7 separate regions of the Mus musculus genome follow, and all the other regions are linked to region 4. Evidence: chromatin contacts called from public HiChIP or PLAC-seq, Micro-C and promoter capture Hi-C data. All regions are on one chromosome and are shown on one strand. Each heading gives the region's core, a stretch centred on a gene start, on an enhancer-like site or on the middle of the called end of the contact. The rest is flanking DNA. Distances are from core to core; before and after follow the strand shown. Region 1 holds the start of 1700012C14Rik (RIKEN cDNA 1700012C14 gene). Region 2 holds the start of Tmem209 (transmembrane protein 209). Region 3 holds the start of Impdh1 (inosine monophosphate dehydrogenase 1). Region 4 holds the start of Strip2 (striatin interacting protein 2). Region 5 holds the start of Prrt4 (proline-rich transmembrane protein 4). Region 6 holds the start of Copg2 (coatomer protein complex, subunit gamma 2). Region 7 holds the start of Calu (calumenin).

Region 1 (3,272 bases), core at 392-2,891, 540 kb before region 4:
CGGGCCTCACTGGAAGTGTGTCACATTGCTCTGCAGCTTGTAGGAGGTAGCAGGCACCACAGGCCTCTACAGATTGCAGGACAGGTGGAGGGCCCCCGCCTTCTGAACCCAGGCCCCTAGCTATCCAGCTAGCTGAAAGTGTTTATTGAACACCTACTTTGTTCCAGGCTCTAAGGACTATGGAATGAACAAGATAGAGTCAGCTCCTGTCCTCCTGATGGTGGAACAAACAGGCAGTAAACTCTATGACCATGGGGGAGATGGGAAGGGGACAGAGCCGGTAGAAGGGTCAGGGCAAAGGCCTTGGAGTCTTCCTAGTGGGACCCTAGCTTTGACTCTTCCTCACTGAGATGATATTTGAATAGAGAACCGGAGATGGAGGACAGACCCACAGAAACGCAGGAGGAAGAGCGAGCCACTGGTGCCAAGGCCCCCAACAACACACTTCATCATCCAAGGAGCGGCACCATGGCTGGACTAAAGGGAGCATCGTGGCAAGACACCAAGGTCAGGTAGCTTTGGAATCCCCACGCCATGGAAAGAGCTGAGATGTGGCCTTTCTGGGCATCTTACAAGGAAAACGCGTCCATCTGTTGCCTTGTTCTGGTCTGAAAGGTATCTCCCCCCCCCCCAGCCCCCCCCCCCCCGACAGATCAGGTGCTTCCACTGGCTCCAGGGAAAGGCTCCGGAGCTGGGATTTCCAAATCTTGGAAGCCTCACTGCCAGGAGTCACCGTGTGGCCTGAGGAAACCAAGATACCTCATACAGATTCCACATAGTCCCTGTCTCTACTGCTGCGTCCCTGGGGTCAGAAGAAGACCAACCCATAGCTTCTGTCTTTTTTCTCCTGGCCGGGCTATTCAGATGATAGCTAAAGACAAGGCAAGCTGCCTTATCTTCCCCAAGCCGGGACAGAAGGAGTTTATGAGGACGCTGATAGGAACCCTGAGAGGCTACTGGCCCTCTCAGGGTGCTCCTCAGAAAAGTCTCAGTGTGTGGTAATTATCTGGTTAGTGAGGACTTCAGCTGACCTCTGAAGAGTGACAGGACAGTCCTCCTCCTTCAGGAGATGGTGACCCACACCCATCAACCCATGCTGGGGTTACTCTGTTCTTCTCATGGTGCCACACAGGAGCTGGGCCAGTCTGGAGGAGAAAGGATGCTGGAGCCTTACTCTCAGGGGAGGAGCGCTCTCTTAGCTCACTCTCCAAGAACTGGGTGGGGAGTCTTTCAGACAGAACCTGTCTTTGGCCCTGAGTCTCATCCTGGTGACTGAGCCGGGCTTATCCCCGTGGCTTAGCAGAGCGAGCGGCCATGGAAGCTTTTCTGGACTGGGCTAGCAAGGCGTGAGGGTTTAAGCATGTGCCCGGAGAGCTCTGGCACCTGTTTGATACTTCCCAGGTTGATGGTGGCATTTCTGGTGTGAATCCAGCCCCTGGAGTATCCAGGTCCCGGGCTCCATCTGCCACCTCACTTGAGGGTGCCAGGCCCCTCACCTCTCCTACTCCAGGCCCACATCACCTTCCAGAATAACCCCCATCAGGAACGCGGCTAGGATCTTTCCTCCCTGTTGCTTTTCCAGTGAGGCCTCTTTTCCCCTTCATACAAGCACTTCCGAGAGAGCCAAATCGACCGCCCTCTAGGTTGCCATGGAAACAGAGCTTTCTTTCCTCCCTCCTGTTTACCTTGGTCAGGGGACTGCGACAAAAAGCAGCCTGTCGCAGGAGGAGAAGGGAGGGCGGGGGAGAGCGGAGGGAGAATCAGCTTGCCTTAAACCAGATCATTCCGGTTTGGAGTGGTTCTCTCCCCCGCAGCCCTAGGCCCCTCTTGCCACACTGGGCTGTGGAAGGCAGGGAGGGAGGGAGGATCCTCATCCTGCGAAGCTTTAGTGGAGAAGGTCCTACACCCGTGGTACCCCGTCCTAATTCCAAGTGGACCTGTCTCCCTCAAGGCCAGAGTTTGGCCTCCAGTGCATCCTCTGGAGGTGCTGCCCCAGGGTGACTGCTGTGCTCAGGTTGGCTCCCCACCCCAGGATAAAGAGATGGGAGCTGAAGGCCAGGCCTTGCTCTGTATATGTACTCTTGAGTGCCCTGGCCAAAGTGGCCTCACCCTATTTACCAAAAAGATCATTGTCGTAGCCTCGAACTTAAAATTTCCCAACTAACTGCCTTGGAGCGCGATTATATATCAGTGCCTTCTGAGCACCGCCTCTCCTCGCCCTAACTTTCCAAGTCTCCTGCAGTTTTTCTGGTTTCTTTCGTAGGCTTCCTCCCCTTCCAGAAGCCACCAGGAGGTGGTGGGTGCTGTCCCTGAAAAGCTTTCTAGCTCTTTGTGCTCCTCTGAGCCTTGAGCTAAAGTACTCTATTCTCAGTACCTGATTCCTCTAACCGGTTTGCTGGGTAGAAGCCCTGCCTCCGGGTGCTATCAGCCTGAATACAAGGTTGTGCCCCGGTGGCATCCCAGCCGGTTGCGTACCCACTAGATGCACAGTTAGCGTGGGCACCGGCCGCTGCTAGTCGCGGTGCCCACGACCAGGACCAGCGCTGCTCGCCAGGGGGCGGCAGAGAACCCACCCTGGGCAGCTTCTCCGCGAAGCACGAGGCCATTTTACATTCGAAAAATCCTGACCTGGCTCCGCATCTATGTGGACACTGGGAGCTTTGCCGGGACAAGTGACTGGCGGTGGCACCTGGGGGACTTGGCGCTCGCTTCCAGAGCAGCTTCCCGTCCCAGGCACAGGCTTCATCGTGCTGCACTGCGGCTCCGCGGAGCCCCGCCCACCTGGGGAAGGGTCTGGTCCTTTATCGGTGCAGTGAGAGTTCTTACCAAGGAGACCCTTCCTCTGGCATTGGGAGAGCTGGTAACTCCCTTGGCAAGAACACTTTGGTGGCCCTTGGCTTATCCTCCCGCATCCCAACACAATGTTTTTGTTTGGTTTCTGATTTTGTTTTAAGAAGCCCTGGTTGGCCTGAAACTCAGTGTATATAGACCAGGCTAGCCTCAAACTCACAGGTCCACCTGCCTCCGCCGAAATGCTGGGATGAAAAAACGAGGGTGCACCACCACGCCGGCTCCAGCACAAATTAGCTAAGCAGAAAGTGGACAGAGTGACGCCTGACTGCAGCACGTGGCAGATATGGCTCTGCTACCCTGCAGGGAGAGAAAGTGGGCCTTGCAGTCTTAGAACCTTCTGAGGCCCAGACTCTTGGTAGCTTTAGTGAGATGGTTCATAAAAGATGAACTGATCTGCCCGTCCCTTCTGAGGTGACACA
Region 2 (3,586 bases), core at 276-2,775, 590 kb before region 4:
TGGTAGCGCACGCCTTTGATCCCAGCACTCGGGAGGCAGAGGCAGGAGGATTTCTGTGTTCGAGGCCAACCTGGTCTAAAAGTGAGTTCCAGGACAGCCTGGGCTATACAGAGAAACTCTGCCTCGAAAAAAAACAAAAAAAGAGCAAGAGATAGAGAGGGAGGGAGCGGGAGAGAGAGGGAGAGGGAGAGGGAGGGAGAGACAGAAAGACAGAGAGACAGAGAGACAGAGAGAAACCACACCAAGGGCTGGTGAGATGGCTCAGCAAGTAGGAGCACTGACTACTCTTCTGAGGGTCCTAAGTTCAAATCCCAGCAACTGCATGGTGGCTCACAACCACCTATACTGAGATCCGACGTCCTCTCCTGGTGTGTCAGAAGACAGCTACATTGTACTTATGTACAATAATAAATAAATCTTTGGGCCTTTTTAGATAGACTTACATGTGGAGAAATGAGCTGTCATTTTGGATTTGACTGTATACTGACAGAATTGAACCTGTTCTCTTGGAACAATTGTCAAGTTAGTTCATCTCCAAATCTATGTCCAGATCCAAACATTGTACTAAGACAATATAAACATGATTTTAAAAAAAACCTAAAAACCTATTAGCTCTTTAAGAGCATACACTATGCACTACCACAATGAAACTTCATTTTCTTCTGTTTAATCTTGATATTTAGTTACTATCTTGAGACAATGTCATTATGGCTAGCTTTGGAACTCCAGAGGCACTTGCCCCCGCCTCTCGATTGCTGGGATTAAAGGCATGTATGTACCAAGGCCTGGCTGGCACACTTCTCCAGGCACTGGCTACGCTGGCCACTAGTTGGGCCAGTGCTGCCACTCCCAAGAAAGCTCTTCCAGAGTTGGACTTGCTTCCCTGTCCTCACCTGCAGGACACAGGCAAAGCTCTTTAGAACAATAGCCAGGAAGCCAAGCCCCCATCCCTGCCTCGTACTCCACACATGGCGTATTGTCAGAACTTGCACTAGCTACTAAGGAAAACCACTCACCTCCCTGGTGACTCTTTTCTCAGTTCTTTCAAAGAACATTCAGGGCAAAGGTGGGGTTTTGTTTGTTTGTTTGTTTTTAACCCCAAAACCACCACTAACTTCAATAGAACGTTCCAGTTTTTCTTCCTAATGCTGCATCCTCATAAGGTGGATATTTGAGAATTTACATTGGGTCAAACCAATTGAGGGAGAAAACACTTCAAAAGAGGAAAAATGCTTTGTCATTGCTGAGTGTGTCTAACACATCAGGCATGCTTGTATCCTACCAATTAGCCGTAGGGGGCCCTAGATAAAGCTACAATTAGTAATATCCAAACTTCAGCTTGCTACAATCATTACTTTTTACTAAGTGTTCAGAATCTGGTCTGAATTTTGCAGCTCAGCCTTTTCCTGCAGCTAAGTAGGAGGCACAAATCCGAGGGCGTTCCCCTGGCAACGATCGCGGCTCGGGTCCTTCTGCCCCACCCCTCTCCCTCTCGCGAGAAGAGAGGGCCCGGTTCTTCCGGTAACTGTAGCCCGGCTTGCCCGCCGCCGCCGCCTTAGTCTTGCCTCTGCGCATGTGCAGTAGGGAGTGGCGCGAGTCCACGGCTTCCTGCTGAAGAACATGGTGCGTTTGGGGGGGTTGTCTTGTGCTTCCTGGACATGGAGTCCGTGCTGTTCCCTCAGAGTTCCAAACCTAAAGTTGTGCCTGAGGTTCAGCCAGGGGATGATGTAGCTAGGAATCTTGCCACTTGTAGTGCAAGGGAAGAAAGACACATGAAGGATAATTATAAAGCTCGTACTGAGGTAGCCAGGGAGGGAAGCTCTCCGAGGAGAGTTTTGGCGCGGGGCAGGAAGGCGGGAAGGATGCTAATGTGCTCTAGAATATGACTCCCGGGAGCTGCCCTCTCAGTGATTGCAGAGCTGAGCCTAGCGAGACAAAGGAGATGACAGTTTTAGTAACCCAAACTGAACGCACGTGTTCCCGTTCCCGTCTCTCTCTTGACTCTTCACGTGAATAGTACCCGTCCACCCCGTGAGAAAAGCTTTACAATTTCATCACCAAAAGGAGATGCTAAGCCTGTATCACTCCATGGTCAAGGTTAGGGTCTGACACAGTAATGACAAAAGTTGATATCTGGTGTCTCTTCATCTAGATGTAGTAACTCGAAGCAGAGACAAAAGAACTCTTTGCGAACTTAATAACAAACCATTACATTATGTAGCAAAACATTTTAATTTATTGGAACCATTAGCTTCTCTGAAATAACCAGCAAGTTCCCTGCTGATTTTTCTGTGGTACCTAAGAAGATATTTCAGGGTTGTGTATACTAATATTAAAGTTTCATATACTAATATTAAAGGGGAAAGTTGGGGAGAAATTTTAAAGAAGAGAAAAGTTGGGGGGGGGAGCAGTTACTTTACAACAGACATTTTTGATTTCTTAAGAGTAGTTTCTTTTCATTTCAGGCTGTTTTGTTTTTTTGTTTTTTGTTTTGCCTTTGAATAGATGCAAGGAGACGTAAGCCCCAATCCTTCCCTTATTGACAGAACCATCAAGATGAGAAAAGAAACAGAAACTAGGAAAGTGGTTTTAGCTTGGGGACTCCTAAATGTATCCATGGCTGGAATGATATATACTGAAATGTAAGTTAATCAGCCCATAAGTGAAAATTTTAACTATTGTTGGCTGGCACTGTGGCTTTTTATATTTGTTTTGGTTTTAAGTGTTTGGTTGGTTTGTGGTGGGCGTGTTATTTATTTATTTAAATAACTGGAAAGCCTTTCTAATCTTTTCAGGACTGGAAAGTTAATCAGTACATATTATAATGTGACATACTGGCCCCTCTGGTATATCGGTAAGTAATTTCCACTATAATTTAGATTTACTACATATGAAAACTTGCTTGTAAATTTAATTCAGCTTAGTATTCATTCTTTTATTCAGACAAATGAGTTCTTACTCAGTTTCCCAAAGTCATGAGTCTAGTGAAGGAACGAGGTAACCCCTTTTATGGAAAGAACATTCTAGTAGGAGGCTGAGTCAGAAGGATTACTTCAAGTCTGAGGCCAGCCTGGGATAAATTGCAGAACCCTGTCTCAAAAACAAACAACAACAAAAACACACCAAAATAGAAGCCAGGTATGGCAGAATATCTAGTCCCGGTACTTGGGAGGGAGAAGGAATCAGACATGGAGGCCAGCCTGGCACCTGAGACCACCTCTCTAAGGTCAAAGCTATAAACAATACCGAGTTGGGAAGTTAGGAGTCCTACCACGAAAAATAAAGCATGGGAGGGGGGTAAGGTTCACCTTTGCCACACCTGAAAACCCTCTGCTTCAGGATTACATCAGAGTCATCCTTGGGATATAAAGAGCCCTGGAGAGCCTGGAAGTGGTAGCACACACCTTTAATCACAGCGTTCAGGAGGCAGAGGCAGATAGATCTCTGAGTTTAAAGTCAGCCTGGTCTATACAGAGAAAGCCTGTCTTGGGGTGAAGGGGTTTCTATCATCCAGGAATAGAGAGATGACTCAGAGGTTAAGAGCACTATGACTTTTGCACAGTACCAGGTTTGGTTCCTGGTACCC
Region 3 (3,520 bases), core at 43-2,542, 700 kb after region 4:
GGAAGCAGAAACTGACTGATGCAGAGGCCATGGGGAGGTGCCATGATCTTCATGGCTTGCTCAGCTTACTTTCTTATAGAACCCAGGACCACCTGCCCAGGGATGGCACCACCCACAGTAGGCTGGGGCCTCCCAACCACTAAGCAAATGCTCTACAGCCTGATCTTAGTCATTTTATCATTTTCTCAATTGACATTTACTTGGTTCAGATGGGGGGAGGGGTGTGTGCCCACGACAGAGTCTGGTACCAAGGGCAGAGTTAACTTCTGTCAAGTTGACATCAAACTAGCCAACACAAAGACCATAATTTTGGGTTCTTGAAATGGATCTTAGTGCCAGCAGATCATCCAACTTTATTTATTTTATGTGTGTAGGTGTCTTTCTACATGTATATCTGTGCAGCATGTTCATGCAGTGCCTGTAGAACCCAGAAGAAGGCAACGAATCACCTGTTACAACCTGACAGTTGTAAGCTGCCATATGGGTGCTAGGAATTGAACCAGGGTCCTATGGAAAAGCAACCCGTGCTCTTAATCACTGAGCCATCTTAACAGCCCCAGATCACCAAGCGTCTATTATTTATTCCTGAGATCGTCAGATGTTAAAAAAAAAAAAAAAGTATTCAGTGTAAGAATTGTCAGTTGTTTGTTTTCTATCTACTCGGCCTCCTCGAACAAATTGCCCGAAGGCAGTAACTCTTCTTGCTTTCCCAGAGAGTTGCTTTATGAAAGCTGACAATAGTAACAAAGCTGAAATAGAAAGTGTTTTCTAGGCAGCAGATGAGCAAATGCGAGTTAGTGCGTGTGTGCTCAGCCCTACTTCCCTGTAAAGGAAGACTATAAGCAGGGCAAGACTAGGGTCTTTTCCTTCAGGAGCTAGTAGCCTGTTTGTCTTCCCTGGGTAGCAGTATAAAGAAATGGTGAGGGTTGTTGAATAGGTAGGGCTTGCTGGAGTGTCCCACCTCTCTTGCCCAGGACTGGAAGCACTCCAAGAGGCCATGCAATAATAGTTCATTACCCTGGTGTTTGCGCTCCTTTTCCTCAGATGAAACCAGGAGAAACTCGAAGGTGCACGACACAGGGTACAGCGGAGGGTCCTCTTCAGTTGGGTCCTTGAAGAACACAAACCTCGCTCCACCTCACCATCTGCTCATCTGCTTACTTTTCAGCCTGAGTGGCGTCTCATGGGGGCGGAACAGAGCGTAGTGCCAAGGGCGGAGCCCTATGGACTCCAGGACCCCAAACCAGCTCTTCCAGAGCCCCGCCTCCCAACAACCAGCCCCGCCCCTTCCAGTAGACCCCGCCCACTACCCCGCTCCCTCCGGGAGCGGACTGGGGCTCTTATTGCCTACGCCGGTTCGGGAGCCTCCACGCGGAGAGGCTCCCGCCGCCTAGAGCTGCGGCCTCCGCATGGCATGGAGGAACCGCTCTCACCCCCACCGGAGTCCGGGCTGCTCTCGCCGCTGCTGCAGGGAGGTGGAGCGGCTGCCGCTCCAGAGCCCGGAGCCCGGCAACACCCGGGACATGAGACCGCGGCGCAGCGGTACAGCGCCCGCCTGCTGCAGGCCGGCTACGAGCCGGAGAGGTGACGCCCAGGGCAAGGCGCGCGGGCGCATCCGGGGCGGGCGGCAGAGAAGGGCGCGGCAACGCCGGGAGACCGGGTAGCGCTGCGGGGGAGGCCAGAGGCAGGTCCCCTCTACTGCCATTGCACTTCCCCAGACGCAGTTAGACTGTCATACACCTGACTCTTGGCTGGCGGATGCAGGCGGGCACTGTGCAAACAGTTCAGTGCCGCGTTACTCCGGGGAGCTGGAGAGAGGGCGCAGGTTGTAATATCGCTCCCTAACATTTTATCTAAGATCCGACCTATACTACACACTCAGCGACGCTTGGTACAAGTGGCTCCGACCTCTGGGGTACAAAAAGTGCTTGTTGGAGTCCCGGTCCAACGGCGCTTTCTCCTCAGCTTTCTTCTTCCTAGAATGTATTCAATAGGTGTGGGTGTCCGGATTGAGTGTCTCCCTAGGACTAGGGGAAGGTACTTGCACTTTCTCACCAGGCACTGAGATCCAGTGAGGCGGCTGCTGTTCACTCCTTGGAAAGACTTGTACCCCAATGCAGGGGGTCTGAAAGGCAATGAATGAGGGTCCCTGGAGAAAGAGTTGGGGCAGTGAACTGGGCCTCAAGGGAACGAGCTGAAAAAAGAGACAGCGGCTAATCTCTGGATTGTATCGCAGTTTGAAATGCAATCCTACTGTCCTTCCGGTCCAGGGGATTTGGACTTCTTTCTCTACCCCATCTGCTGGTGCTCAGCAGCTTGGGGAGGTGATCTGGCAGCTGGGTTTTGAGGGGAGGGTGGTCTGGGGAATTAGCCAGGTAGTTCTTCTGCCCAGGGTTTGGCCGCTTATGTAAGAACTTTTAACGGCTTTTGGGGCTACGAAGCCCAGCCCCTCCTGCCGTTGCTGGCTGTCTCTTTAGAACTGACTTAGGCTTAAGCAACCTGCCATCCGTTTTTCTATAATAGAAATCTAGTTTGGAGGGCTTGGGGTTTTAGAGAGGTGCCACTATATGGGAGGAAGCGGGCCACGGTACTTGTGAGCTCGAAGGAAACTAGGACTGTAGAATCTCAGAGTTCAGGCAGGTGCATCTCTTTTTCAGATGTACTGCTGCATCAAAGGGACAGTGCCAACCCCACACTTCCCGCCCCCCACTTAGGCTCAGAATGGCCTGTGTAAACTTGGACCCCAGCCAGGCCAGTATAAAATCCAAAACCTGCCAGCTAAGACCTCTATCTGCCTCCACCAACCTGAATGAAGGTGTAGGAAAAGGCAAGGGTTCTCTGAGAAGCCCTAGGCTTCAGTCCAGCAGCATTACTGGTCTCTCTGGCTTGAACTTGGGTGAGCCCTGCCTATTTATCCCGGCATAACAATGCTAATGTTGTCTTTACCTTTTCCCCCCTAAAAGTGTTGTTTTGAAATCTTGTTCCTCTAAACAACCTCAGATCAGATAGAGTCCTCTGGACTGCTTGCCTGAACTTTAGTGCCCTGGTGGACACTATTCCCCTATTCCCCTGAGCAGCTGCCTTAGGCCTGCCCCCTGCCCTTGAAGCTGTGAGGAGGGGAGTCTCAGGGGACCAGCTGCCCTTCCTTGCGTTAAAGAGGCCCACTGGTTGCCTGGTGTCTCCTCCCTGTGGAGGAAGCAGCTGGGGAATTGCAGGAAGAGGGAGGGGGGAAGCCAGGGGGATGGATTAAGTCTCTAGAAAAGGACAGCCTAACCCAGCCTTGAGCCCAGCAGCTTAGAGTAATAAAGAGCTCTGACATAGGTCAAAGCAGGAGGGAGAATGGGGCCCTGAAGTCTGTAATCACTGGGAAGGTGACCCTCCCCATAGCTGCCAGTCTCCTCTCTTGGGACCCAAAGTCCTAGGCTGGGGCAGATGACACATTAAAGTTACCTGAGGTGATGGGTTCTAGCTGTTCTGGGCACCACCAGCCTTGGCTGAACCCTGAACCAGAGCCAGTCTT
Region 4 (3,220 bases), core at 368-2,867:
ACTTTGGAAACTGTGAAATACTATTTAAATGAATCACCACAGACTAGGACTCCCTCTGCCCCTTAACGAGAATGATGACAGTTATAAGTACTGACCAATTAATTATATGAACTGTTTAAAAGGCTTTGTGTTCGATTATCTCAACCTTCTGAGTTATTCAGTGGTAACTGTTTTACAAAAGAAACTAGGTTAGTTAATTTGCCTAAAGCCACACAGATAATAAATGGAGGTACTGAAACAGACAGACAGACAATTGGCCAGACAGACACTGAAACTTGGTGGTTTTGGCCATTCACTGTCAGCCAAGTGTCTGATCTCAGGAGAGTTGGTTTTATCTCTTTTACCTTTTGTCTCTAGATGACCAGACCCCTTTTCTGCTGCTGGGGATCAATTTAGAGTCTTGTGTAAGCTACACAAGCACTCCATCACTGAGCCACATCCCCCCAACTCCGTGGCTTCTACGTAGTAAAATGAAAGGTTAGGCTCACTGTGGTAGCATATTTTGTAATCCTAACACCTGAAAAACAGAGGCAGGAGGATCAAAGCTCTCCTCAGTTACACAGTGAGTTCAAGCCCAGCCAGGGCAAGTTGTCAATAGACGTTGCCATGGGCTGTCTCAAATAATTAAATCCAGATGAAATCGAATCAAATAAAGGCTAAACCAGATGACCTTCACATCCCCTTCCACATACATTTCGTTCCCCCTGAGTCCCTGCTTGTATGCAGTTTTGCTCTTGGTTGATAGATGGAATATGGCTAGATAAAATGTAGGGGAATAATAATAATTCATTCCTTTCCATGTCCCAAGTTAGTTTTTTTTGGTTTTGGTTTTGTTTTTTTCCTAAGAAAAGGTGGAAGATATTTAAATAGCCATCCCATTAGCTGCATCCTGGGACTGCTACTCTCAAACGTCGCCCTGGTCCTATCCCAGCTTGAATCCTGTCTTTCAACCCTCCTAGAAAAGGGGCGAGCTGTTCGCGGAAGGCGCTCCCTAAGCCACCGCCATCACCCGAGGGCAGGAGATATAGCAAGGGGAAGGCTGGTGCTCCAGGCTGGTCTGGTCCAGTCCAGTGCCAGTTGCTGCAGTGTGAAGAGGGAGGGCGTGCTGCCCGCCAGCCCACCCTCCCCTCCCGCGGCAGAGCTCGGGCTCCCGCCCCTCCGTCCAGTCCCTGCACCTCTATGCGCTGGTTCCCCATCGGTACACCGGGATCCAAATTCCGGCTTCACCGGGCGGCAGCTGTCAAGTATCTGGAAAGTATCTGTTACGCTCTTCGCGCCGGTTAGGAAAACCGCAGGCCAAGGCAAGAAAGCGGGCGACCCGCAGCGGGAAGGGACCGGGCTGAGGGCCGCTCCACCTCAGCCGCCGCTTCCCGCTGGCGGATACCTCCGGGTTCCTCACCTCCGACTCCCGCCGCTGGTTGCGGAACGTTTCCCTGCCCTTGGGCACGGCCGGCTTCCCTTTGCCGCCGTTGCCGTTCCCGTTCCCATTGCCGTTCCCGTTGCCGTTGTCATTAGCAGGAGAGCCGGCGGGCCCCGGTGCCGCGGGGTCGTCCATGCTGGGAAGGTTCCCTTCAGCGGTTCGCCTCAGCGGCTCCCTACCGTAGCTCCAAGATCTCTGCCCAGGGCGACCCCGCCACAGCGCGCGCCCGGGACCAGGCCCCGCCCCCTGAACTCCGATTGGCTGTAACTACTCTCCGAGGCCCCGCCCCGAGATGCGATTGGCTAATCAGCCATCCAGAGGCGGGGGCTCTTTCAAGGAATATTTTCCCCATGGACCCCCGGCATTTTTACTGCTCAGTTGCTGGTAGCCTGGGACTAGTAGACTCCACGTCCAGCTCCACGATTCGAATTCTGAACCCTGAGCGCAAGGCGGCTTAGCTCCGTGCTGCATGCTCTTTTCAGTGCTGTTCCTGTCCCACATAGCAGCCTTTTCCTGAGAGCCCTAGTCCATCCCTGGTCCAAAGTGCCTACGTTTCGGCGGTACTAGACCCGGACCCCCTCATCCAGGCTGCTGCACGCCTGTGACATCCCGCTTTGTCGCAGAAAGGGCTTGGCCTTCAGGATAACCTGAGCCACCACACCATAAACTTACCCTCTCAGGAAGCTTTCGGAAGAGAACTCTTGGAGGAGAGAATGAGAGTTGCGGGGAGGGACCTAACTGAAATCCCTGAGGGCTGCTCCCTGTCATTTGTCCCTAGCTGTGTGGGCGCCTTCTTTTTGGTGCGAATAGATGGCAAGCTCCCACCCTCACCCGCTGCTCTTTCCTTCCCATTTCTAAAACAATCCTAATCTAAGTCTAAGATGTTGAGTTCGATCCCCGGGTCCTCACTTGGTGGAAGGAGAGAATGAACAGCCAAAAGTTGTCCTTTGACACCAGACCTCCACACATGCTCCTGGTGTCCTCCCCGATTCCCATATACAAACAAATAAATATTTAAATTGAAAAGAAAAAAAAATCCTACGCCCTAAGAGCTAAAAGTAACCAGAAGGTAACCGGGTAGTTGAAGGCTGTGGATTCGGCTCTCTCCCGAATACAATTTAAATATATTGGCAGGTCTGGCTTGACAATGGATGAAGGGAATGGGAGGGACCAAATCGCTATGGTAACCCATGACTTTAAGACAGTGAAAGGATCATTGAGTTGGGACTGTGCCAAGCGTTGTATGTGTTTTCTTGGTACCACACCTCTTCCGGACAGGTTATTTTTTACGAATCCAGTTTTTATTGATGAGGAAATTCTGAAGCACAGAGAACACCCAAGGATTACATTAAGTCTTGTCTCAGTGTGGTAAGTATGCTGCTCTATAGAAGAAACTTCCGTTCACTTGGTTTACTTCAGTCTTGGCGTTTCAATTGCTGTGATAAAAATCCATGACCAAAAGTAACTTGGGTAAGAGAGGGTTTGTTTCATCTGATAGCCTACAGCTCATTACCTAGGGAAGCAGGAACTGTGCTTTCTGGCTTGTCCCTCCTCGCTTTTTAATACAACTGCTTACAGTGAGCCAGGCCCTTCCACATCAACCATCAGCCAAGAAAATGCCCCATAAACTTGCGCACACACAGGTCAGACTGCTGGGGTGTTTTTCCTCAATGGAAATTCCCTCTTCCAAAATGACTCTTTCTGGTGTCAGGTTTGCACAAAACCAGCCAGCACAGCTACTGATCTTTAAGATGACTCCTACTTCTCTACATTTTTTTTTTTTTTTGATCCTCCTAACTG
Region 5 (3,260 bases), core at 117-2,616, 740 kb after region 4:
CTTCCCCTGACCAAAATATTATGCTATGTCTCTGCTTTCTGGGGCAGGACTAGCTCACTTTTGTCTACCTGTCTACTGAGGCTGGTTATCAGGTAGCCTGAGCTGGCCTCAAAAATCCCTCCATGGCCAACAACAGCAGTCTTGAACTTGGATCCTTTTGCCTTTACCACCTGAAGGGTGATGCTGGGTTTTTGTCTTCACACCCAGCAAAATGGGCAAGTCTTTTGCAGTTTGGTCTGTCAGCCTTTCTGTCTGTCTGGTTGGTTGGTTGGAGTTGTTTGTTTGTTTGAGAGAGTATCAATTTGTGAGTGTGACTGATCTCAAACTTTCAATCTTTCTGCCTCTGCCTGCCAAGTGACAGAATTAAAGACATTTCCCTCCCTCCCTCTCTCCCTCCCTCCGTGTGTGTGTGTGTGTGTGTGTGTGCGCGCGCGCGCGCGAGCGCCCGCATGTGCGCCCGCACGCACGTTTCTATCAAATTCACCGTTTTGGAAGAAAGAAAACATGAAGGGATTTAGAGACTCCAGACTAACAAACAAGCCACACTTTTTTTTTTTTTTTTTTTTTTTTTTCGAGACAGGGTTTCTCTGTATAACCCTGGCTGTCCTGGAACTCACTTTGTAGACCAGGATGGCCTCGAACTCAGAAATCCGCCTGCCTCAGCCTCCAACAAGCCACACTTAATCCTGTCAGTCAACAATACAGCCTTTAGATAGTGCAGCAGGCTTAGCGACTGCTCAGTACTCTTAGCTAGCAGTGCCATGAGGCTGGCTGGGTGCTCTTTCTTTGTTTCTATGTTCTTCTACCACGTCTTATTGGAGACAAATTGTGATCCACCTCGCACACCAGCTTGTCTCACTATTCTCTCCCACAGATATTTCTGAAGCTGAGTATTTTGGAGAGATTTTAGCAAAAGGAGACGCTATGAATGGGGATTGACATTTGGCAGTTGGCCTGCGAAGAAGCGTAGGAGGCCTTCCTCGGTGGTTGTATGTTTGCAAACCACCAGGTGGTGAAGAAGGCAAGCAGAAAGACTGAGTTCAAGTCTCCGCCAAACTGAGCAATCTTAAGCAATTTGATAAGTTCTGGGGACTTATCTATCTCTAAAATGGGAACACATTTGTTCCCATTGTTGTAAGGGAGAGCAGTAAGTCTTTATCCAGGGTTCAACGGAGTGGATTTTGATTGCTTGGGATACTAACCTATGCCAGACTACTGTTGCATGTGTGCACGTACTTGTGTGCGTGTGAATGTGTGTGTGTGCGCGCGCGCGCCCAGTGCCCTCGCCTGAGGGTGTTTCTCGGGAATGGCGTGCTTGTGGGTGTGTGCGTTGGGCTGTCCTCCGAGCCTGTGGCTGCCAGCGCCAGGCTGAGAACGAGGCACCGACTCTCCCGCAGCTGATTGGCAGCGCTGGGTGAATGAGTGCGCGTGGGGCCGGAGCAGCGAGGTGGCCGTGGCTCCGCGCTGATGTGCGCGCCCGCCTGCCGGCCCGGGTAGGGGCGGACCGCGAACAGCGGGCGGGCTAGGAGGAGGGAGAGGAGGGAGGGCGCGGGAGGCAGCGGGGAGGGCTGCAAGAAGCCCGGCAGCTGCGGGGCCCGGGCGCGGGCGCTGGGCCGGGGAGCCGGGCTCACAGCCAGGAGGCGGCGCCGCGGGGAGGGAGCGGAGTGCGGATCGCGAGCGCAGCCCGGCCGCCCGCCGCCTGCTAAGAGCGCTGCGGGTCGCAGACCCAGCCGGGGACAGACCGGCAGCTGCTGCGATCGCCCGGCAAGCCAAAGGGAATCCGGGGACTCTGAGCTCGAGTCCCGGCTTTGGGCGCAACGGAGAACAGGCTAGACTCGCCGAGCCTTGCCCTGCTGGGGCCCCCTGAGCCAGGGTGCCCCTTCTCCCGGGGGTTGGCCCCGGGGACTCGCCCGAGCGAGAGAAGCAGGTCCGTCGGTCTGGACTGGGGAAGCGGGAGTGTGGTGTGCGCACGCGCGTGTGCTTGTGTGCCTGCGAGGGGTGGGTGTGTAAGGGGCGTGAGATGGGGTTGATAGAAATGATGGTGTGTGGTGTATATGTACAGTGTGTTAGGATTGTGTGTGTTGCTGACTGCATATGCAGAGAGAGAGAGAGAGAGAGAGAGAGAGAGAGAGAGAGAGAGAGAGAGAGAGAGAGAGCGAGCCTACGTAGGAGGGAAAGGGGCGCATCAGGGTGGAGTGTGTATATGTGCAGGAGTGTGTGAAGGGTGCGTGGGTGAGTGTGTCACGGGTGCTAGGTGCGGCTGTGTGTGTGTGTGTGTGTGATGTAAGGGTACTGGGTGCACGTGTGTCCCTGGTTCATTCTCCCTTCCCCCACCAGATGTGTTCTGGGGAGGGGGGTAGCCTTTCTGCAGCTGCTGCCCCTTACCGAGCTTGCCTGCCTGACCTCCTTTCCTACGGAGCCAGAAAGGGTTAATGGTCCCTCCCTCAAAAACTCCTGAGGTCATGGGGAGGGTAGCTGCAGGCCAAACCCCTAGAAAGAGGGGAAAGGCTCCGGAGAGCCTCTGCTAGGCCCGGGACCCTGCTTCGCTGGCTGTATGGCCTTGCAGGTCAGATCACTCAGGCTTGTGACCTGCCCTTTCTGAGGGCCTTGTGCACCAGTGGTTTCTTGCTGGGTCTGGAGGTGGGGATCAGGAGCGAACCGGAAGGGTCTGCATTCTTTACCACTGTATTACTGGGACGATGCTTGATATACAGTGGGCCTCAGTAGATATTTGAGAGATGGGGGGTGGGGGATGGAGAAAGCTGGGTAGAGGGGTGGGTGAGGAGGGAGGGAATCTGCCTCTGGGAGGTTAAGTTGATTCCCTCTGTTCTGGCTCAGGATGAGGCTCCTGCTTGTAGTCAGACTTCTGGTCAGACATCAGGCCCCCTTGTGGGAAGGCTGGGTGTGCATGGCGGTAGTGTGTGCAGGGAAGAGATTTGCCCTGGAGCCTGCAGGTAGTGGAGAGGGGGCTGGCAAGAAGAGTTGCCATGCCTCTTTTAGGCAGAACACGTTGCCTGTGTTCCTGCACCTGCTTCTCTGTGATTAGAGCCATTGCCTGGGGCATCTGATCCGGGAAGAGGCGGGTGGAGGCCTTGACTCCCAGCACTTCTCCCTCTAGGACCCCTGAGCTGCTGAAGAAGTGAGCTCCCTGCCCACCCGCGTTGCTGAGCCAGGTGGGGCCATGGCAGGCCGCAGCTGCCTGGAGCTGGGGCTGTTCTGCTGGGTCCTGCTTGCCGTACCTGTGGGTCCACAGCCTGCTT
Region 6 (3,420 bases), core at 411-2,910, 980 kb before region 4:
GTGAGTGCTGGGAATTGAACTCAGGTCCTCTGCAAGAGCAATAAATTCTCTTAATTACTGGGCCATCTCTCCAGTCCCTAGCATAGTATTTTTAATCGGGATGGAGTAACATTTTAAGTGGCACCATTACTAAGGTTTGGGCACATTATTCAGCGGAATCTATATATGATGGGAATTTTTTCTTTTTCTTTTTGTTTTTTCAAGACAAGGTTTCTCTGTATAGCCCTGGCTGTTCTGGAATTTGCTGTGTAGACCAGGCTGGTCTTGAACTCAGAGATCTGCCTTCTGGGATTAAAAGCGTGTGTGCTATCATGCCCAGTTTGAAATTTTTCTTAAGGGTATGTAGCATAATCTAGGTAGGACCTTTTCTAAGCCCTGTCAGGATGAGATAGATCTTCATGTATAAAGTAATATGTCAGCCTTCAGCTCTAGTGTCATTTATGGCGACTACATATGCCCTCTCCAAATATGAGTGCTTTACTTTTGTACCTAAAATGAACAGACAGTTATGGTGCATTTCCTCAACAATAACAAAGCTGCCAGGGTGTTTTACTAGTGGTGCCATTTCTAAGCTAACATCTCTGTCCCCCAAATGATGCCCTATCATTTGTGTGTGTGTGTGTGTGTGTGTGTGTGTGTGTGAGAGAGAGAGAGAGAGAGAGAGAGAGAGAGGGAGAGAGAGAGAGAGAGAGAGAGAGAGAGATCTGAGTAGAAGTTGTCAAGTTTGGTTAGAAGGTTGCCCAAGAGGCAAACCACGCCCTCAACGGAGGAAGGACTGTCATTAAGATCTTAAAGTAGTCAACGCCCTAAGAACAGGTGAAGCTGGAAAGACCTTCTAGAAATGTGATGTCTTCGATGCCCAAGGCATTAAAAGCGTGTTTTTCATACTCTGAGACGAGGACAAAAAAAAAAAAAAAAAAAGAGAAAACATTTGGAAAAGCACTGAGACACATGAGTATCCCTTAAATTACTTGAGTGTTATGCAGATTGAATCATTTGAAAATGGTGAAAGCCAAGAAAACTACACTGGTTTGGGTGAAGAAGGAATCATAAGAAGTTGGGAATGGCAGTCCCCAAATCTACCCTCTTGGAAAGTTAAATTAAGACCAGCTTTTCGGTCTCCTCAAATGGATCACATCACGCCTTCCTTTTAGTACGCTTCTAGTGCTCTCAGAGTCGCACATTCAACGTGTCCTATGCTTTGTCGTAGTTTCCATGAAGTCAGAGAGTGAAACACCAACTTCGCAAGTATTTTGGGAACCCCTGACATTTTCAAAGCTCCTAGAAGAGAAGCCTACAAGAAGTGTGCCAGGGGAGAGCTTCTTTCGCCATGGAAGGGCCCAGCAGTGGATTGTCAAAGATGCGGCTGTCATTTGGTGAAGACAAAGACTTAAAGCCCCACTCCTCACTCTCCAAGAACTGAGGGGGCCTGGAGAAGTCACTAACCAAATAAAGTTCCCTGTTTGTTGTCTCAGACCTGGCTTGCAGAGTTTGTGAAGCGGGGCGTGGTGAGCCTCCGGGCAGATTCTGGCCACGCCCCCGTGCGGCAGTGGGCGGAGCAGGGGGCGTGCCTGCGTCCCTAGGGGGCAAGGGCGGCCGCGGAGGCCCGAGGGGGGCGGGCCTTGGCCCCGAGTGACGGCCCGCCGGCCCAACCGGTGCGAGAACCCAGGGCCTGCCTTCCTGCAGCGTCTTCCGCTCGCCGGCTGCGGCGCCTGGGACGGTTGCGGTGGGTCTGGGCGCTGGGAAGCCGTCCAAGATGATTAAAAAATTCGACAAGAAGGACGAGGAGTCTGGTACGCGCGGCGCTCCGGACGCCCACTCTCAGGCGCAAGGGTTTCCCCCCTTCCCTCGCCCGCAGCCACCTGCTCTGGGGGGCGGCCGCAGCGGCGGGGTCTGCCCGAAGCCCCTCCCCCGGCGCCGGGGCCTCCCCTCGGGCCGCGCGCTCCTGGCCGGGAGTCGCCTCGAGCGCTCGGCGGCTCCGCCCCGGCGCGTCCCCGCCCCCCGCGCCCGCCCCCCGATCGAGCCCCTCCGAGCCGGCCCTCCGTGGGGCCCTGTCGGGGGGCGAGGAGGTGCGCGCGCAAGTCTCGGTACCCTGGGGTTGCTGGTGGGGTTAGGCCCCAGGGCGAGCACCCCCTGTTTTGGGAGCTGGGGTCGACCGGGCCAGGGTTGCGTGTTTATGGACTCTGAAGGGCCTTGATTCTCCTGTTCCCAGGGGTTAAGACTGCCCGGTGGGACACAGCTCATTGAATGCTCAGGCATCCAGAAGTGACTTGCGTGTTGATACCTGTCTGTGGTGCAGTGCAAGTGGGGAAGATGCCAAGCCTCTTCAAAAAAAAAAAAAAAAATCTTCAGCTCTTCAGTGGTAGCTGCTCTCACAAGTGTGGTGGAAGGTTGGGTTAGTGGACCTTCATGGCCTCATCCTGCATGGCCTTTACATCTGTGACTCTCTGCGAAACTGTTCCTTTCTGCTTCAGTAAATGTGTGAAACACATAAAATAGGGCTTGCTTTTAGGGAAATCCATAGTGTCCTGTCATCTCATTACTCTTGGTGGTGGTGGAAACCGACACATTTGTTAACATCCATGGGATGGGGGAGGGGGAAGCAGGGAATGAAGGCACTCATTTTGGATAGGGTTCCTATATCAGGAGAAGTCCAAGATATCTCAGTATGGCAATGACAGAATTTGAACCAGAATCAAAATTACTTCATCCAACTTCTTTGCATATTAGTAATAGTTGTCCTTGTGACTTCCAAGGGATCATTCTGTTTAGGTGAGATTTCCAAGCATGCAATATCCTCCTTTAGAAAAGTCTTTGTAGTCCAGCTATTGAAGACCTTCTCTTTTTCTTATACTATAGGTAGTGGTTCCAATCCTTTCCAGCATTTGGAGAAGAGTGCTGTCTTGCAGGAGGTATGGCTTGGATGTGTACAGTGCCTTATCAATTCTGTTTGAGAATAATGGGCAAAGAACCTAGGAAGTACAAAAGTCAGGACAGCCAAAAAAACAGTGAAGGACCGTAGACCCACCTGACAGTCTGAATATCGGTCTTCCCCCACATTTGATCAAAACTAGAAATCCCTTTTTTATTTCTATATTAAAAGTGACAACGGAGTGTAGCAGTGCAGAGATTGTGGAGTAGAGGACAAGGGAGAGGCTGGGACTATAGAAACGTACAGACATATAGACTCTGTCGTGTGCTGGGGGATTTTAATGACATGTCAGGAGTGGTAAGTGCAAGGTTATTAGAAGAGCTTACAGATATTAAACTCGAGGCATTCATATGTAGACAGAGACTCTGGTCAAGTCTTTAAAGTTGAAGTTGTCAACCTAAAGGAATAAAATATAGCCAGGAAAGCAGATAATGTCTGGTAATTTATTGTACGTCATACTACCTTGAGAGCATAGACAACCTGCATTA
Region 7 (3,545 bases), core at 144-2,643, 570 kb after region 4:
CATATCACTATATGAATGGCGCCCAACCATGATTGAGAATGACATTGAGAAGAATACACACATACTTTATATTTTTTATGAGCTCATGATTCCTTTTGAATCTTCAAAATATCCTGTTGGAGACCCCTGAAACACTGCCAAACTCATAGTCGGACCAGACAGACATAGTAATAGTAATAGGTATCTTACACACAAGTAATAGGTTCTCTCTGGTCCCACATTTGGACAGAAGAACACAAGTTCTTTAGCAGTGACTATTGCTCGATACTTAAATCTAACTGAATGAGGTCAAATATATACTTCTCCTGGGTCAGCTTTCAGGTATAGCAAAGAATAATTATCAGCCACTCCAGGTCACTCTACCTTCATGTTAAATTAAACTGGAGCGCTATCATTCCCAACTTATTAATGCTGACTTGATGGTTCATGACAGGAAGTGAATGCAATTCTTAAAAAACCCTGTTCCAAGGCTTTGAACGCTTAGGAATTTCGATCAAAGAACCAAAAGTCTTAGCAGATCCACTGATCTTTCCCACTCATGCAAAAGGAACTTTACAAAATGCAAACCACTCTTAATTACAGCAACTATCGCGAATTAAAATTAAGCTCACTTCTGTATACAGCATATCAAAAATCAGAACACTTGGGAATGACAAGCAAAAAACCCGTGATTACTTAAAGGTAATTAACTCCCTAATTAACACGTGAAAACTATTTCCATTAATGACAATATCCAGCCAAACATAGAAAACTGCGACGTTCTTTTCTAATTAACAAGAAGTTTTAAAAATAATGACATTATGTTTTCAATCGTTTTGTTCTCCATGTTCCTACACCCTGTAAGACAGCTAACACTTTCTTTCTTGGCACTTGCAACTCAATTCTCGGGATGTGGCCTTGGGGCGGGGTGGCAGCTCCCAAGAGTCCGGCGAGGTGGCAGGGAGCGGATACTAAAACTCTCTACCCAATTCTCTCCGACCTTCAGGAAACAAACAAAAGTGACCCTCTAGTCCCAGGGACACTGAGTGGAGGAACCCGGGGAGGAGATCAAGGACGCGCGAAACCAGGCACAAAAACGGTGCCCAGGAGGGCGCAGGGCCCGGGAGCTACAACCCTTTCCGCAGAGCTGCGGGACAGCAAGTCGGGGACCGCACTCTGAGGGCCAGAGTGGAGCCTCGGGCCCATCCCGGTGCACTGAGACCGGAGTGAGGACACCCACTACGAATGGGGAACAGGGCCGACGGACAGAATAAGAGCGAACCAGGACCCACCCAGCACCACAGAACTTACCTTTCCCGGGAGCTCCACGCCGCAGGATACCGTGGCTGCGGCTCACCCAGGGAGTGAGCTCCCGCGCACAAGCACCGCCCAACCGGAAGTGGTTAATGGCCCCGCCCCCATCCGACTTGTCGGGGGTCTTCACACCAATCCCCGGCACGATCACTGCTGACGTATGGCTTCTTCGTACGGCCATTGGTCTCACAATCGCGTGGCCGGGATTGGCTGGAAATCGCCACGTCCCCGCGAGCGCGCCGAGTTGCGTGGACCGGATTCCCGCCCAGCTCGGGTTGCCCAGCCCGTGGGGACTCTGAGTCCCAGCTCCTTGCTCTTGGGTGTGTGGGCGCGGCTCGCTGACCTTGGCCCACTGACCGCAACGACCTCATTTACGGCAGGCAACCCTGATTCCCTAGGCTTCTAGTGTAATTCCGATGGCTTTCTTCCTGCCTCCAAGCCCCTGGGGCCGGAATAGTCCCGCTGTAACGTCACCACCCACTGCGAATGAGCCCAACTTCTGGCTCTAGAGTCAGATCTACTGAGCAGCTCTCCGCCCCGCCAACACGCACCTTTCAGCTTCGATTCTCACCCACCATGCTCTTTCGCATCTCTGCCTAAACCATCATGATCCCGGCCTCCCCTAACAGCCTTACAGCCTTACATTTTACACCCATGTGGTCTTTGTCCACAAAGCGGCTTCCTCTGCCTGAAGTATGTTTTCTCGATTTTTCAGCTACTGAAAGCCATCAGTCATGAAACAGGTTGTCATCCTGGAATGTCTTAGGGGAAGCTGTAGTCGTGAAGTTGCCAGTGCTCAGTTAAGGTGTTAGTTTTAGGAATCTTTCCTGGTCAGTAAACAGATAATACGCATGTGCTTTCCTGGCAGTTTGCATTTTCAGTACGCAGCCAGATATTGTTTAATAACGGTGCTTGTCCTTATGTCTTCGATTAGACCAAGTGCCAAAATAAGATCTGCCTGACTTACACATCAGGAGCTCCCAGCTTACAGCCCAGGTCCAAGGAAATTCTCAGCAATACTAAGTGAACTGAATAGAAGAAACTGAATGGAAGAAACCCGTTGCGTTGAAGGCCCCTGATTTAAAAGAAACATAGGAAATTAGCAATTTGTTTTTTTGTTTGTTTGTTTGGAGGGGCGGGGGACAGGAGAGTTTGAACCCAGACTCTGTGCAGGATTCTAGTTGTCCATTCTACCACTGAACTATATAACCTTAGTAAACCCATCACCTACTCAATGCCATGAAATTAAAACATGTATTCATTGAGAGCTACTTTATTTTCTTTCTTTTTTTTAAAGATTTATTTATTATTATATGTAAATACACTGTAGCTGTCTTCAGACACTCCAGAAGAGGGAGTCAGATCTTGTTATGGATGATTGTGAGCCACCATGTGGTTGCTGGGATTTGAACTCTGGACCTTCGGAAGAGCAGTCGGGTGCTCTTACCCACTGAGCCATCTCACCAGCCTGAGAGCTACTTTATTTTCAACATGTATGAAATGAATAGCAAAGCCTCTAGAATTTAAGTCCAGTCAAAACAAAGACTAAGTTCATGAAAGACAATAAAGCAAATCAGTTTGCCCTAAGACAAGGAAAGTGTGCAATTACTGTTTGGAACATCCAAACCACCAACTCAAAATACAACTCTCATCTCAAAGAAAGTTTATTATGGAGCCAAATGTGAGTGACCATGACTAGGAACCCAGATTTCATGTACCAATGTAGTAACAGTTTGATGAAGTTTTTATAGTAATAGAACAAAGAAAATTACTTTTCAATTACGTTGATGGAAACATCAGAGAATGGGTTATAGCAAAGTGAAAAAAAACCTTCCGTATAACCCTCAGATAAATTATCTGATGATGCGCTTAGCTCTTGAGTTGTGAAAGCTAGTGGTCTGCTAAGCCATACATTCCAAAGGAAATTAGTGTTTTGTTTCTACAGTCCACATGACTTGCCTAATAAAGCTGTTAGGTCAGTTACAGAGAAGTAAAAGGTTCTTAAATAAATCGATATTAAGAAGGTTAAATATGTTCCAAAATAATTTGGCTATGTACTAGCAATGTTCTGACTTCACCACATCACTGAGGGTCTAATCAGCCAGTAAGACTTGAGGAAGGTTCAGTTTGAAAGTGCAGCTGCTTTCTTTGCACCCTCATCCACTGTTTCCCTGTTGACCAAGCACTGTATTTTGTGCATGGTGCAGGGACACATAGTACTTACTGAATATTATTAATGCTCCATGTTGCTA

The links. Promoter capture Hi-C pulls out the DNA fragments that hold promoters and counts their contacts. Hi-C and Micro-C count contacts between places; a contact is called where the count stands out from the background. HiChIP or PLAC-seq counts read pairs in DNA pulled down with a chosen protein or histone mark. Capture Hi-C pulls out chosen DNA fragments and counts their contacts.
Region 1: a promoter capture Hi-C map of pre-B cells shows a contact between it and region 4, with 4 times the contacts expected there. The contact joins the promoter of 1700012C14Rik here to the promoter of Strip2 in region 4. A contact is called at or near these places in 4 of 39 promoter capture datasets (fetal liver, liver and pre-B cells) and 1 of 9 other capture datasets (adipose tissue).
Region 2: a promoter capture Hi-C map of liver shows a contact between it and region 4, with 5 times the contacts expected there. The contact joins the promoter of Tmem209 here to the promoter of Strip2 in region 4. A contact is called at or near these places in 3 of 39 promoter capture datasets (liver and pre-B cells) and 1 of 115 datasets of contacts at active chromatin or transcription factors (memory CD8 T cells).
Region 3: a Micro-C map of embryonic stem cells shows a contact between it and region 4, with 4 times the contacts expected there. The contact joins the promoter of Impdh1 here to the promoter of Strip2 in region 4. A contact is called at or near these places in 3 of 39 promoter capture datasets (hippocampal neurons, liver and stem cell-derived epiblast-like cells) and 1 of 484 Hi-C or Micro-C datasets (embryonic stem cells).
Region 5: a contact with region 4 is called in an H3K4me3 HiChIP or PLAC-seq map of embryonic stem cells, with 8 read pairs. The contact joins the promoter of Prrt4 here to the promoter of Strip2 in region 4. A contact is called at or near these places in 2 of 115 datasets of contacts at active chromatin or transcription factors (embryonic stem cells and pancreatic cancer cells).
Region 6: a contact with region 4 is called in a promoter capture Hi-C map of liver, with 4 times the contacts expected there. The contact joins the promoter of Copg2 here to the promoter of Strip2 in region 4. A contact is called at or near these places in 5 of 39 promoter capture datasets (hematopoietic stem and progenitor cells, hippocampal neurons, liver and 1 more) and 1 of 9 other capture datasets (liver).
Region 7: a contact with region 4 is called in a promoter capture Hi-C map of neural stem cells. The contact joins the promoter of Calu here to the promoter of Strip2 in region 4. A contact is called at or near these places in 1 of 39 promoter capture datasets (neural stem cells) and 1 of 115 datasets of contacts at active chromatin or transcription factors (bone marrow-derived macrophages).

Annotation. Positions count from the first base shown.
Region 1 is chr6:30,459,354-30,462,625 of GRCm38.p6, reverse strand. 1700012C14Rik (RIKEN cDNA 1700012C14 gene) reads right to left here and starts at 1,641. Exons shown (of 2, transcript NR_131049.1): 1 at 1,497-1,641.
Region 2 is chr6:30,507,722-30,511,307 of GRCm38.p6, reverse strand. It overlaps Tmem209 (transmembrane protein 209), which reads left to right and starts at 1,525. Exons shown (of 15, transcript NM_178625.4): 1 at 1,525-1,623; 2 at 2,506-2,642; 3 at 2,796-2,854. The coding sequence starts at 1,621. It also overlaps a transcript of Ssmem1 not described here.
Region 3 is chr6:29,214,136-29,217,655 of GRCm38.p6, reverse strand. Impdh1 (inosine monophosphate dehydrogenase 1) reads left to right here and starts at 1,292. Exons shown (of 15, transcript NM_001302933.1): 1 at 1,292-1,584. The coding sequence starts at 1,415.
Region 4 is chr6:29,915,410-29,918,629 of GRCm38.p6, reverse strand. Strip2 (striatin interacting protein 2) reads right to left here and starts at 1,617. Exons shown (of 21, transcript NM_177204.3): 1 at 1,400-1,617. The coding sequence starts at 1,555.
Region 5 is chr6:29,177,690-29,180,949 of GRCm38.p6, reverse strand. It overlaps Prrt4 (proline-rich transmembrane protein 4), which reads left to right and starts at 1,366. Exons shown (of 5, transcript NM_001101443.1): 1 at 1,366-1,493; 2 at 3,119-3,260. The coding sequence starts at 3,182.
Region 6 is chr6:30,895,034-30,898,453 of GRCm38.p6, reverse strand. It overlaps Copg2 (coatomer protein complex, subunit gamma 2), which reads left to right and starts at 1,660. Exons shown (of 24, transcript NM_017478.3): 1 at 1,660-1,793; 2 at 2,860-2,912. The coding sequence starts at 1,757. Tsga13 (testis specific gene A13) reads left to right here. Exons shown (of 8, transcript NM_054073.2): 8 at 1,211-1,473. The coding sequence ends at 1,380.
Region 7 is chr6:29,345,954-29,349,498 of GRCm38.p6, reverse strand. Calu (calumenin) reads right to left here and starts at 1,393. Exons shown (of 7, transcript NM_007594.4): 1 at 1,291-1,393.